2 separate regions of the Macaca mulatta genome follow, and region 2 is linked to region 1. Evidence: chromatin contacts called from public Hi-C data. All regions are on one chromosome and are shown on one strand. Each heading gives the region's core, a stretch centred on a gene start, on an enhancer-like site or on the middle of the called end of the contact. The rest is flanking DNA. Distances are from core to core; before and after follow the strand shown.

The links. Hi-C and Micro-C count contacts between places; a contact is called where the count stands out from the background.
Region 2: a Hi-C map of fetal cortex germinal zone shows a contact between it and region 1, with 2.7 times the contacts expected there. The contact joins the promoter of LDLRAD3 here to the enhancer-like site in region 1. A contact is called at or near these places in 2 of 14 Hi-C or Micro-C datasets (fetal cortex germinal zone and liver).

The regions. Positions count from the first base shown.
Region 1 is chr14:29,023,751-29,029,450 of T2T-MMU8v2.0, forward strand. No RefSeq gene overlaps it. Among named protein-coding and RNA genes, the nearest start is that of COMMD9, 34 kb to the left of the region's middle. Within about 2 kb of position 4,256, at least 9 of the 40 cell types and tissues checked have an H3K27ac peak or open chromatin away from gene starts, as enhancers often do. A contact at or near this core is called in fetal cortex germinal zone, where this site is marked.
Region 2 is chr14:29,334,698-29,340,501 of T2T-MMU8v2.0, forward strand. It overlaps LDLRAD3 (low density lipoprotein receptor class A domain containing 3), which reads right to left and starts at 1,659. Exons shown (of 6, transcript XM_015114486.3): 1 at 1,593-1,659. The coding sequence starts at 1,638.

The DNA of each region.
Region 1 (5,700 bases), core at 3,006-5,505:
TTTTTTTTTAGCATGTAGTATGAGCCAGGCACTGTTCTGAGCCTTTTAAATGCTTAGAATATTTCATTCACACAACAACCTGGTAAAATGAGAACTATTATTCCCTTTTTTAACAGAAAACTGGGCACTAGGGAAGTTACGTAACTTGCCCAAGTTCACATAGTTAGTCAGGAGAACTGGAATTTGCTCCCAGGCAATCTCATTGCAGAGTGTGTGCTCTTAGCCGCTCCACCAGTTTTTCTCTAGTAGGATAATGGAGGCGAACAAGCCTGTTAACTCTGACACCCCCATATAAGCATTCATTATTATTCAACCTCTTCTTCCCTGGCTTCTAGCATCCTCTGTGTCTCTATTAGAATTTTTCTGCCCTGGGGCACAGAGGTGCCCAGGTGAACCCCTACCTTCTGGGAGCCAGACACCCAGTGCACGGCCTGGCATAACAGGTGCACAAGTGTTTATACAGCTGGTCTCCACCTGGGAGGGTAGTTGAGGAATGAGGGAAGGAGGATAAAATGGTGGAAAAGCTAGAATTCTGAGTTAGAGATTACTGATCATTCTATTAGTAATAACAAATAGCTAATGTTTACTGAGTTGTAATTCCGTGTCAGACACGGTTTGAAGCATTTCAGATATCAAATGAGATGGTTATGCTGTTGATAAGGGTAAGATTATGTTTCAGATAAGTTGATATTTGAAAAGCTTATGCTGTCCAACCTCACAGATGGCCTCCAGGGATCCTCCCCTCCTAGTATCCTTATCCGTGCTTAGTCCCAGCCCAAACCAAGTCAGGGCTGACCTGTGTGATGCCAGTGCATCACGACTTCCCCCTTGGTCTCTTGGATCACTCGCTCTGAGGGAAGCCTGCCCCCATCCAGGGAGGACACTCAGGCAGTCCTACGGTGAGGCCTGTGTAGAAAGGAAATGAGACCTCTGGCCAACAGCTGCATGAGTGAGACAACTTGGAAGTGGATGCTCCAGCCCCACTTGAACCTTCAGATGATGTAGCACCAGCCAACATGTGACAGCACCCTCACAAGAGGCCAGAACTGCCCAGTGAAACACCCCTCAATTCCCGGTCCATAGAAACTATGAGATAGTAAATGGTGGCTGTTTTATGGCACCACATACCAAAAATAAAATCCTAAGGTCCCCCAATCATCTGAATGGACTTCCTCCTCAGCCAGGGCACTCTTTTTTTTTTTTTTTTTTTGAGACGGAGTCTCGCTCTGTCGCCCAGGCTGGAGTGCAGTGGCCGGATCTCAGCTCACTGCAAGCTCCGCCTCCCGGGTTCATGCCATTCTCCTGCCTCAGCCTCCCGAGTAGCTGGGACTACAGGCGCCCGCCACCTTGCCCGGCTAGTTTTTTGTATTTTTTAGTAGAGACGGAGTTTCACCGGGTTAGCCAGGATGGTCTCGATCTCCTGACCTCATGATCTGCCCGTCTCGGCCTCCCAAAGTGCTGGGATTACAGGCTTGAGCCACCGCGCACGGCCAGCCAGGGCACTCTTAAAATTTAACCTGAAAGACTAGCTCAGGTCTTGACGAGAAGTAGGGGCTGGATCTGTCTCATTATACCTCTCTGGCATTAATATCAACACAGACTTTAGTCTGATAAGAAACATTTTACAACCTATTCTCTCTGAAGCCTACCATCTGAAGGCTTCCTCTGCAAATAAGAATTTGGTCTCCACAACATTTTATCTTAACCCAGACATTCCTTTCTATTGATCTCAGGTCTTTAGATAAACTCAGCCCATTGTCAATCAGAAAATTTTTAAATCCACCTACAAGCTGGAGGCTTCTGCTTCAAGTTGTCCTACCTTTCTGGACCAAACTAGTGTATTTCTTAAATGTATTTGATTGAAGTCTCATGACTCCCTAGAATACATAAAACTAAGCTGCACCCCGACCACCTTGGGCACATGTTCTCAGGACCTCCTGAGGGCTGTGTCTTGGGCCATGGTCAGTCATATTTGTCTCAGAATAAACTTCTTCAAATATTTTACAGTGTTTGACTCTTTTTGTCGACAGTACCACGTGTTGGGGTAATTTGTTATGCTGCAATAGATAACGAATACATCAACTCTCATTTAGTCATCACAACAACTTTACGAAGTAGATCCTTAAATCATCCAGCATAAAGCTAGAAGGAGGTGGTGGCAGGCTTCTAGCCCAAGGAGTCCCACCCCAGAGGTGGGACTCTCTAGATGCTCATGTGATGGTGGCTCTCGCATGAGAGATTCTCCAGGAGACGCAGCAGACCACAGTACCAGCCTTTCCTCAGTATCACCTTAAATAAAGAGTACTGTGACCCTTCTTAAAGATTTTGACTCACTTTGTCTAGAATGGGGCCTGTAGCCAATTCGAGACCTGAATATTTCTGGACTCCTAATCTTCTTAGAAATCCTCGGTATGCAACTATGGCTATCCCATCTGACTACTCAGGAGACTTAGACTATGCTGCAGTGACCAGAAATCTCAGTGGTTTAACACATAGAGGTTCCTTTCTCCTTCCTGTTTCAGTCTGACACCAGGTGGGCAATTCTCCTCCATCTTGAACTGTGCCATCTGGAACACATGGCTCCCTAAATCACTGCAACAAGGCAAGGGAAAGAAAGCAGAGACCATTCGACATGTTTATAAGGGGCCAAGACGGAAAGTAACTTATATCATGCCCAATATTCACTGGCCAAAGCCCAGTCACTTGAGCTAATACAACTGCAAGGGAAGCTGGAAAATGTGAAAAGCAAATGCATATCCGGTGAATCACATCAATGCTCTGCCACACCTATTATTTGCGGGCAATCATACGCTATGTTGCAGATTTCTGTTTACCTTGATTTCTCAATTAGACAGAAGCTCTTTGAGGTCAAGAACAACCTTCAATTTCTCCCCTATAGGGCTGATCACTTGGTCACTGCTAAATGTGCTCTTCTGGATAAACTGGTGATGCAGTCATTCTAAGGAAGTGACTATTGGCCATGTGACATAGAGCTTTACAGATTTGGGTGCAAATTCTGACTCTAGCCCTCACTTGGCAAGTTCTCTAAGCCTTGGTTGTTCTGCCTGTGAAACAGGAATGACAATGACTGTCTTACAAAGTTAGAGTGCGAACTAAGTGAAATAATTTAGACTATCAATTACCTGCCACACTTCATACAACAGAGAGGAGTCTCGAAAATAATACCTCTTATAATCTACAAAACCAGGGGCATCAAGAAGGATGAAATTCCTGGGGGCCTATGAGCCCCTTGAAATTGTATGCAAATATTTTGTATATGTATGAATCCTTTCCCTGTTTATTTATAAAAGCACACGTCATAATTCATTGTAAAATGTTTACATATTATAGATTATAATAGCTCATGCATACTGAGTGCTTACCATATTCCAGGCACTGCTTTGGGTGCTTTGTATGCATAACTCATGAAGCCCGTGAACTAGATGCTGTTATTTTCATCCTTATTTTACAGATAAGGAAACCGATTCACAGAGAGATTAAGCTGCCAAAGGCCCCCCACAGCCAGTAAGTACCTGAGTTGGTCTCAACTCAAACCCAGGCAGTCTAACTACACAGCACACATCTAATGTCAGTCGTACTCAGACCACCACCAGCAGCAGCAGCAGCAGCAGCAGCACCTGGGAGCTTGTTAGAAATGTGAATTCTTGGGTCCCTCCCCAGACCTACCGAATCAGAACTCTGGTTTTTAATGAGCCCTCGCGAAGATTCTGATACACGTTAAAGTTTACGAACCCTGTGCTCTGCTATTGTGCTACTTCTCCACCCCATCAGTTAATTCTTCTCGTACCTAGCACAGGTCTGTGGCTTACTAAGTGAACAAATTCATACTGTCACCTACACATAACTCTGATTCAAAACCTTTCTTCTTGCATCTGATGACAGAAGCATCAGAAGGAAAAAGCCTGCCCAAAATAAATTGGAAAGCGTCCTCTTTTGTCCTGTCGGGGTCACTTGCACCCCTAGCTCTCCTCAAACTGGACAAGTCAGCTATCAGAGCAGATCACTGGTCAAAACCAGACCAGAGCCCCATGCTCTCTGTGTGCCAAGGAGGAAGGCAGAGAGTGGCTGGCTGAACCCCAGGGATGGTATTTTGTTCCTTGCCAAGCACCATGCATCTCAAACAAGCGTGCAGCAAACAGATCGCAGCCCGGGACTCTCTCCGCCCTCTGCCCCAGCTGTTCCTGCCTTGACACCCAGCCTCTTCTCTGTGATCCCTCTGATACCCAGATGGCAGCAGACACAGTAGCAAAGGCAGCTCCAGGCAAGCAGCTCCCAAGCCAGCTGTGTATTTGATTAACAAGAAAGCCAGGCAGATGCAGCTTATCGGGAAGACTCACAAAGGCAGCGAGCAGACAGCCACAAAATGCCAGCCTGTTTTATCCTCTGCCCAACCAAGGGAATTTTTCATGTTGATTCTGATGTGTGTTAAATGATACCAAAATGACAACCACTATGACGAAGCCCTTGCTATGGGTCAGGCATCCTGCATTACAACAACCTTTTGGTGGAGACAGTGTTATTATTATCCCTAATTTACACATAAGGAAACTGAGGCTTAGAGTGACAAAATAAAGCATCCAAGGTCACAAAAATGATAAGTAGTGAAGTCAGTTTTCAGGCCTGGGTCTACTGGACCCCCAAGCCTATACGACCAACCACTGCACTACACAGTGCAAGCCAGCACGGTGCACTTGAACTTGGGCCTGAGCAGGCCTGATGGGGCTCTTCATGCAGCTACAATCCATACTTGCAGCCTTCTGGAAAGCATCTCACAAAGTTTATTGAGCGTAATGTTCACAGTCACTTATTGAATAGATCCTCTTTGTTTAGAATTGTGACATTTTGTTGATCATGGATTTTTTTGCATTAATTTTGATTTTTAAAAATATTGCATTAAAATATTATTTATGTTGGCTACTGAGCTTTCTGGCATCCCCTTAAATTTTATGCCTAAGACAAGTGTCTCACTCACCTCATCCTAGTCCCAACCCTGTTTAATTCTACAAGGTAGGGCACTGGTGCAGGGTGAATAAATTATCGCACATTTACAGATGGGGAAACTGAGGCTTGAGGGGGCCAGGGTGTGAGTAATTTACCCAAGGGCACACTGCAGGTGGCTTGGGATATATTTAGTCCTGGCCTTGTCTGACTCTTGTGTCTCTGTTCTCACTGCACAAAGTTGCCCCCAGAGCATTTATTTGAAGTCATTCAGGACTGCTTTGCTACAAAGTTGGCCTTCTGAGATGGCCAGAAACCCACCCTGGGACTCCTATATCACACAAGGGTGATATGATGGCAGATTCTGCAGACCCACCAGGGCACATGGCTCTGCTCACCCAGGTAAACTTGTTGGCCTGCAACACAGCAGTAAAGAGAGGGGAAGGGCCTCAGACTAAAAGGGCCCTGGAGGAGGGATCTTCTATGCCTTTCCCGAGGCTGGGGCTGCAATGAAGACGCAGAGGCAGCTCCCAACCCACCCTGTGACCCACCCACCCAGCAGCCTGCGGGAAGATGAGGACATCAGGCTCTTTGTCTCTTTTGTCTTTGGTTTCCCAGCTACTCTCTGAGAAGCCACCTCATCTATTGGATGGAAATGATGGAGGTACTCTTTCAATAGGGATGCTTTGTTTTTCTTCTGGTTTAGGCCTCAGCTGGGTGTTTAACCCAAGGAGGCAGCTA
Region 2 (5,804 bases), core at 409-2,908, 310 kb after region 1:
AATAACAGTTTCTATTTGGCCACAGTGACTCTCCCAGGGCACACACAAGAGCCAGCTGTCCTTCTCAGATGCTATGAGGGGACACACCACAGCTACACAAATTGATTTTGTGAATCCAAACAGGTCTTCATGTCTGTAGACGCCCTGGAAATCGACCTGCTCTAACAGCCTCCAAACAATTCACACCTGCTCCTGGCTGCCCAATGTCCTGTGAGAACTGTCTCCCCAGGTGTACTAATTTAAGGGCACTCTCACCCAGACCTGGTTAAAAATCCACAGCAGTCACCAGGAGGTCTAGCCCCTCCCTGGAAGCCCAGCAAACCCACAAGCATCTAAATGGGGTATCAGAGGAGAGGAGATGATGTCATGGGTCTGAGAGCAGGAAAGGCTGCCTAGTGGGCTGTGAGGATGCCCAGGACCAGGGACATCAAGGAAGAGGGGATAGTTCCCTTTAACGCATTCATATCTCCAAGGGACAGCTCAGAATGAAGTGAGCCTCAACTTAGCAAACCCACACACCACCAAAGACACCTTGACAGCCAAGCTGCTAGAAGCACTTGGCAAAACAGGGCAGCTATTAGATATGCGGATGGCACAAACGCCAGGCAGGCAAGACTCTACTGAAGAAAGTTCACTGGGCCCTGTCACCCACATTCTGGGCATCAGATGCCCAGAAATAAACGTCAAAGGACCAAGGGCGGGTCCAGCCCAGGAGGGACAGCTGACAGCTGTGGGCGGCGGGCAGGGGCAGAGGAGGAAGGGCTCCCAGGCTGGAATTCGGATCGTGCCCACATCAGCAGAAAAGTTCCTGGGAACAGCACGCTGTCTGGAAGGGAAGCAGGCTTGCTGCGGTCCAGGCCCCGGGATGCACACGCGGTAGTGATGCCAAGTTCAAAGGGCCGCCGGATGAAGCCCCGTGTCCTCTCCCAGGGCCCCTCGCCGGTCAGGGCGCCTATCGCCGGGCAAGCAGGGTGGTCAGACGTCTTAAATAAAGCTTCGGTTCCCAGGATCAGAGGGAAAAATGAAGAATTCCCAGATCCGGCCCTGCTTCAACTCACTTTACCCAAACCAAACAGTCCCAGAGAGGAATGAAAGGAAGCAGCTTTCCTACTCCCTCCGCGGTGCAAGTGGGGAAACTGAGGCACGGAGTGCACGCCAGAGACTCGGGAAGAGGGCCCGAGGAGGCTAACGCAGCCGCGCGCGCCCGGGCGTCTGGGAAGACGAGACCAGGGAAGAGTTCTCTCCTCTCCTCTCCCCGCCTCCGTTCCTCAACACACACAACACACACACAGCCACACTCGAGCTACGCCCAATCGGGGCAGCCGCCGGGCTCCCCAGACCCGGACCGCACAGAGCCCCGCCCGCGCACACAGCACAACACGACCCGGCGCGCACGCCCACACAATAGGACGGCGCGCACCCCGCGGCGGCCCCTCCGCAGGGTCCCGGCCAGCCGGGCGCCGGGGTCCGCCCTCCGCGCACACCCACGCCCGGAGAGCGGCCCGTGCCCGGGAGGGGACGCAATGGCACCCGGCCGCCGCGCCCCGCACCCCTTGCCCCGCGGGAAGTTCGCCGGCCGCCCCCCGACTCACCCGCGGCGCTGCTCAGCAGCAGGCACAGCGGCCCCAGCAGCCACATGGCGCGGCCGCCGCTCCCGCTGCCCGGCGCCGTCGCTGCCCCCGCGGCCTCGGCGCTGACCCCGCCCCTCGCCGCGCCGGCCCCGCCCTCCCGCCTGTCTCTCCTCCCGCCAGCCCGCCCAGGGCCCGGCCCCGGCCCCGGCCCCGGCCCGGCTCCGCTAAGTTTTGCAAGCGCCTGGGCTGCGCGTGGCCGCCGGCATCCTACCCTGGGTGTCCTGACTCCGAGGAGCCGCCGAGAGGGGCGGAGGGTTCACCCTTTCGGTCTCTCGTCGCCTCCCGGGTCTGGCCGCGGGGGTCTTCTAACAGCCTGGACTCTGTTCTCTGCCTCCTTTTGTCCCTCTCATTTCTGCCTTTGCTTCCACACCCAGCGAGATGCAGCGCCCAGTCCAAAACTTGAGTTCTTTACTCAAACTACAAAGTGAGTTTACTACCGAGAGAGAAAAACTTAAAGGGCCAAATCTTATGAGAAAATTGTAGTATATTTTTAGTAGCGAGTGTGGAATACCAGTGCTTCTCAAACTTTAATATGCATCCGGCACACTTGACGATCTTGTGAAAATACTGACTCTTTGATTCAGTAGATCTGGCGTGGAGCCTGAGTTTCTGCATTTTTACCATCGTGGCTGATTCCAAGGCTGATGATCCTGGAGCCACAGGTAAGAGCAGCTGACACCTTCCATGCACACAGGGTGGACCACACGAGTTATTTTGTCTGCATAGTGTCCACCTTGACCTGTTGAACGTTTGGGACCCAATTTGGAAAAAGTAAAATTAAAAAAAAAAAAAAAGGTCATGAAAGGCTCAATGCAAAACATATAGCTGCACCAATGCAGTTGCTTCTAGAGGGCACTGGTGAAAAGTCCCAAAAGACTTAGATAGTGGAAGAAGGGGATGACACTTTTGTGCTCCACTCTGTCCGACCCCCCCACCCAAAAAAAGCAAAAGACTAATGCAAATAATTGACAAAAACTGGAAACAACTCAAGTGTCCATCAACTGATAAAATGGATCAACAAATTAAAGCTTTTGGGGGCAGTGCCACTGTTCTAATCTTGATTATAGTGGTAGTTACACAACTGTATACATTTGTCAAAACAATAGAACTGCATCCCTAAAATCCACCCCTCGAAAGGGCTAAGTTTACTTTACACAAACTGCACCTGGCTGAAGGAAAGGGGAAGGTATGGGTACAGGGGCAGTTATAAAAGGGATGCCTGCATCAGATTTTGGGATGCCCTGGAGACACTCTGAAGGGTGTTAAGATTCAATTACTTTACTTTTTAATTGCCTGCCGTAGTCTGGAAACATAAAGGCTCAAATGGATCAAGTCACAATTTTAAAATACCAACGATAGTTCGAGGTAATGAGAAAATGTGATATAAGGGAAGAAAGTTTAACAAGTTCCGTAGTTCGTAGTACATATGGAAATATAAATCAATTATCTAAATGATTTGGCATTCAGGGCTTTTATCTTGGGATTGATGAATATTAAGGACATTGTCCCATGGGCTTTAAGGAATTTTAAAGCCCTTAAAATTTTATGCAAAATTTCCTGTGCATGTGAGTATGTGCATTGTTCCAGGAAGCTTGTTGGGAAGAGGCCCCCTGCCTTTGATAACAATATCTGAGGGGGTGAATAAGCAAATAATTTCTCCTACAGCTGCTCTTTTGCCTCTAAACATTAGGGATATGGAAAGATAATGCGACTGATCCAGTGCTATAGTTCTTGTTTCCTTAGGTTTCTTTGGGCACTTCGACTTCCTTCCTTTGCAAGTTTCACTCTGACTCTCTCTCTCTCTCTCTTTCTCTCTCTCTCACATGCACACAGGCACACACACTTTTAAATATATTAATGTTTTTGAAATCATTTGGACTAATGTAAAACCTTATTTAAGGTCAACTGTTGTTTTTATTTATTTATTTATTTATGAGACAGAGTCTCACTCTGTTTCCCAGGCTGGAGTGCAGTGGCACATTTCGGCTCACTGCAACCTCTGCCTCCCGAGTTCAAGGGATTCTTCTGCCTCAGCCTCCCGAGTAGCTGGGACTACAAGTGCCTGCTGCTGTGCCCAGCTAATTTGTGTATTTTTCATAGAAACGGGGGTTTCACCATGTTGGCCAGGCTGGTCTCCATCTCCTGACCTCGTGATCTGCCCGCCTAAGCCTCCCAAAGTGCTGGGATTGCAGGTGTAAGCCACCGTGCCCGGCCCAACTGTTGTTTTTGTAATTATACTAAATCACTGCCAACCTCCTCCTCACCATATAAGCTGGGCAGGAGATGAAACCATTCTTTATACTTTATTACTCTCCTTTTTCCCAGTTCTTTAGAATTCCAAGCACAAAACATTCAGTTTCCGGTCGGGCACGGTGGCTCACACCTGTAATCCCAGCACTTTGGGAGGCCGAGGCGGGCGGATCACGAGGTCAGGAGATCGAGACCATCCTGGCTAACACGGTGAAACCCTGTCTCTACTAAAAATACAAAAAATTAGCCGGGCGTGGTGGTGCGCGCCTGTAGTCCCAGCTACTTGGAGGCTGAGCCAGGAGAATGGCGTGAACCCGGGAGGCGGAGCTTGCAGTGAGCCGAGATCGGGCCACTGCACTCCAGCCTGGGCAACAAAGCCAGACTCCGTCTCAAAAAAAAAAAAAAAAAAATTCAGTTTCCAGGAAATGTGAGAGATTTCAGTGCTAATTGTTTACGTCCTATGGATCCAATCAATCTTTTTTAAGATTGGTTTAATAAAAATCAAAAACAAAGTGGTTTATGTCTCTTATTTACCAAGAGACACTCTGACCATGCATGTGTGCTTCTGACATGGTTGCACATTGCTGAAGGAGGGAAGAAAGAATGTCTTCTCTCTGTGGGCCTCCATACAATGCTCTGTAGTTTGCAAACATTTTCTCATTTACTCCCCACAGCGGCCCCTGCAACATTACAGGTGAAAATAGCACAAACTGAACTTGTGGTATGTCTGAGATGTGCTCCTATGCTCATTTCACTTGCCACAAACTAGCTCTATGACCTTGTGCAAGTTATTAGCCTCTCTGAGTCCTAGTTTCCTTATCTGTAAAATGGGGATTACAGTATCACCTGGATCTTAGAGTTGCTGTCCAGGATTTAAAAGGATAATATATATAAAGTCTCTAGTATGGTACCTTGCACACAGTAATTGCTCAAGAAGCATTAGCTTTTGTGTAGTTCTGGTACATACTACAAGGCAACTGTTGTGGAAGCCAGCTTCTGAGATGGCTCTCAAAGCTTCTAACCTTCTAGCATCCATGCCTTTGTGCAGTGTCCTTCCACACTGAATGGGGCTGCCATATGTGACCAATGGCTATTGTGGAAGTGACAGCAGATAACTCCAAGATTGAGTCAAAAAGGACATAGCAGTTTCTCCTTTGTTCTTTTGATAACTTGGCTTGGGGGAAGCCAGCCACCATGTTGTAAGGACACTCAAGCACCCCTGTGGATATGTCTACATGAGAAGAAACTGAGCTTCCTGCTGTCTTGCCAGCCTTGGAGTGAACCATCTTGGGAGTAGATCCTCCAGCCCCAGTAAAGTCTTTGAATGACTGTACCTTGGCTAACGTGATTGACCTTGCAGTGAGCTGGAATAGAACCCCCAGACACTCCCAAATTCCTGATACACAGAAACTGGCAGAAATAATAAATGTTCATTCCTGTTCTAAGCCACTAACTTTCAGGATAATTCACATGCAGTAATAGATAACTAGTATATCTATCTTTAAGGTCATCCGTAGGGTTGACTTAATGGTTCTATAGGATCTTTTAAATAAGTTAGTACATGGGAAACACTTAGAATATTGCCTAGTACATAGTAAGCACTCAATATATGTTAGTTTTGTTATCATAGTTTTTTTTTTTTAATTGTCAGTGTCTTACCTCTCTCACAAAGCGCCTAAGACGCAGACCTTTCAAACTTTCAAAAAAATATATTTAAACTTGAATAAGAGTAGGAACTTGTGGCAACTGACAAGAAGATAAAAGGAGCAGGGACACTGGAAGGACCAAACCTTACCTATAAAAAGTTTACTGACACCAAGTCTGCCTTAGTTTGATTCACTTCATAAAAATCAGGCAGAGACAGTAGGAGACGTTCAACTCCCCCAGTCACTTCTGTGACTCATGGTTTCTATGGTTCCATAT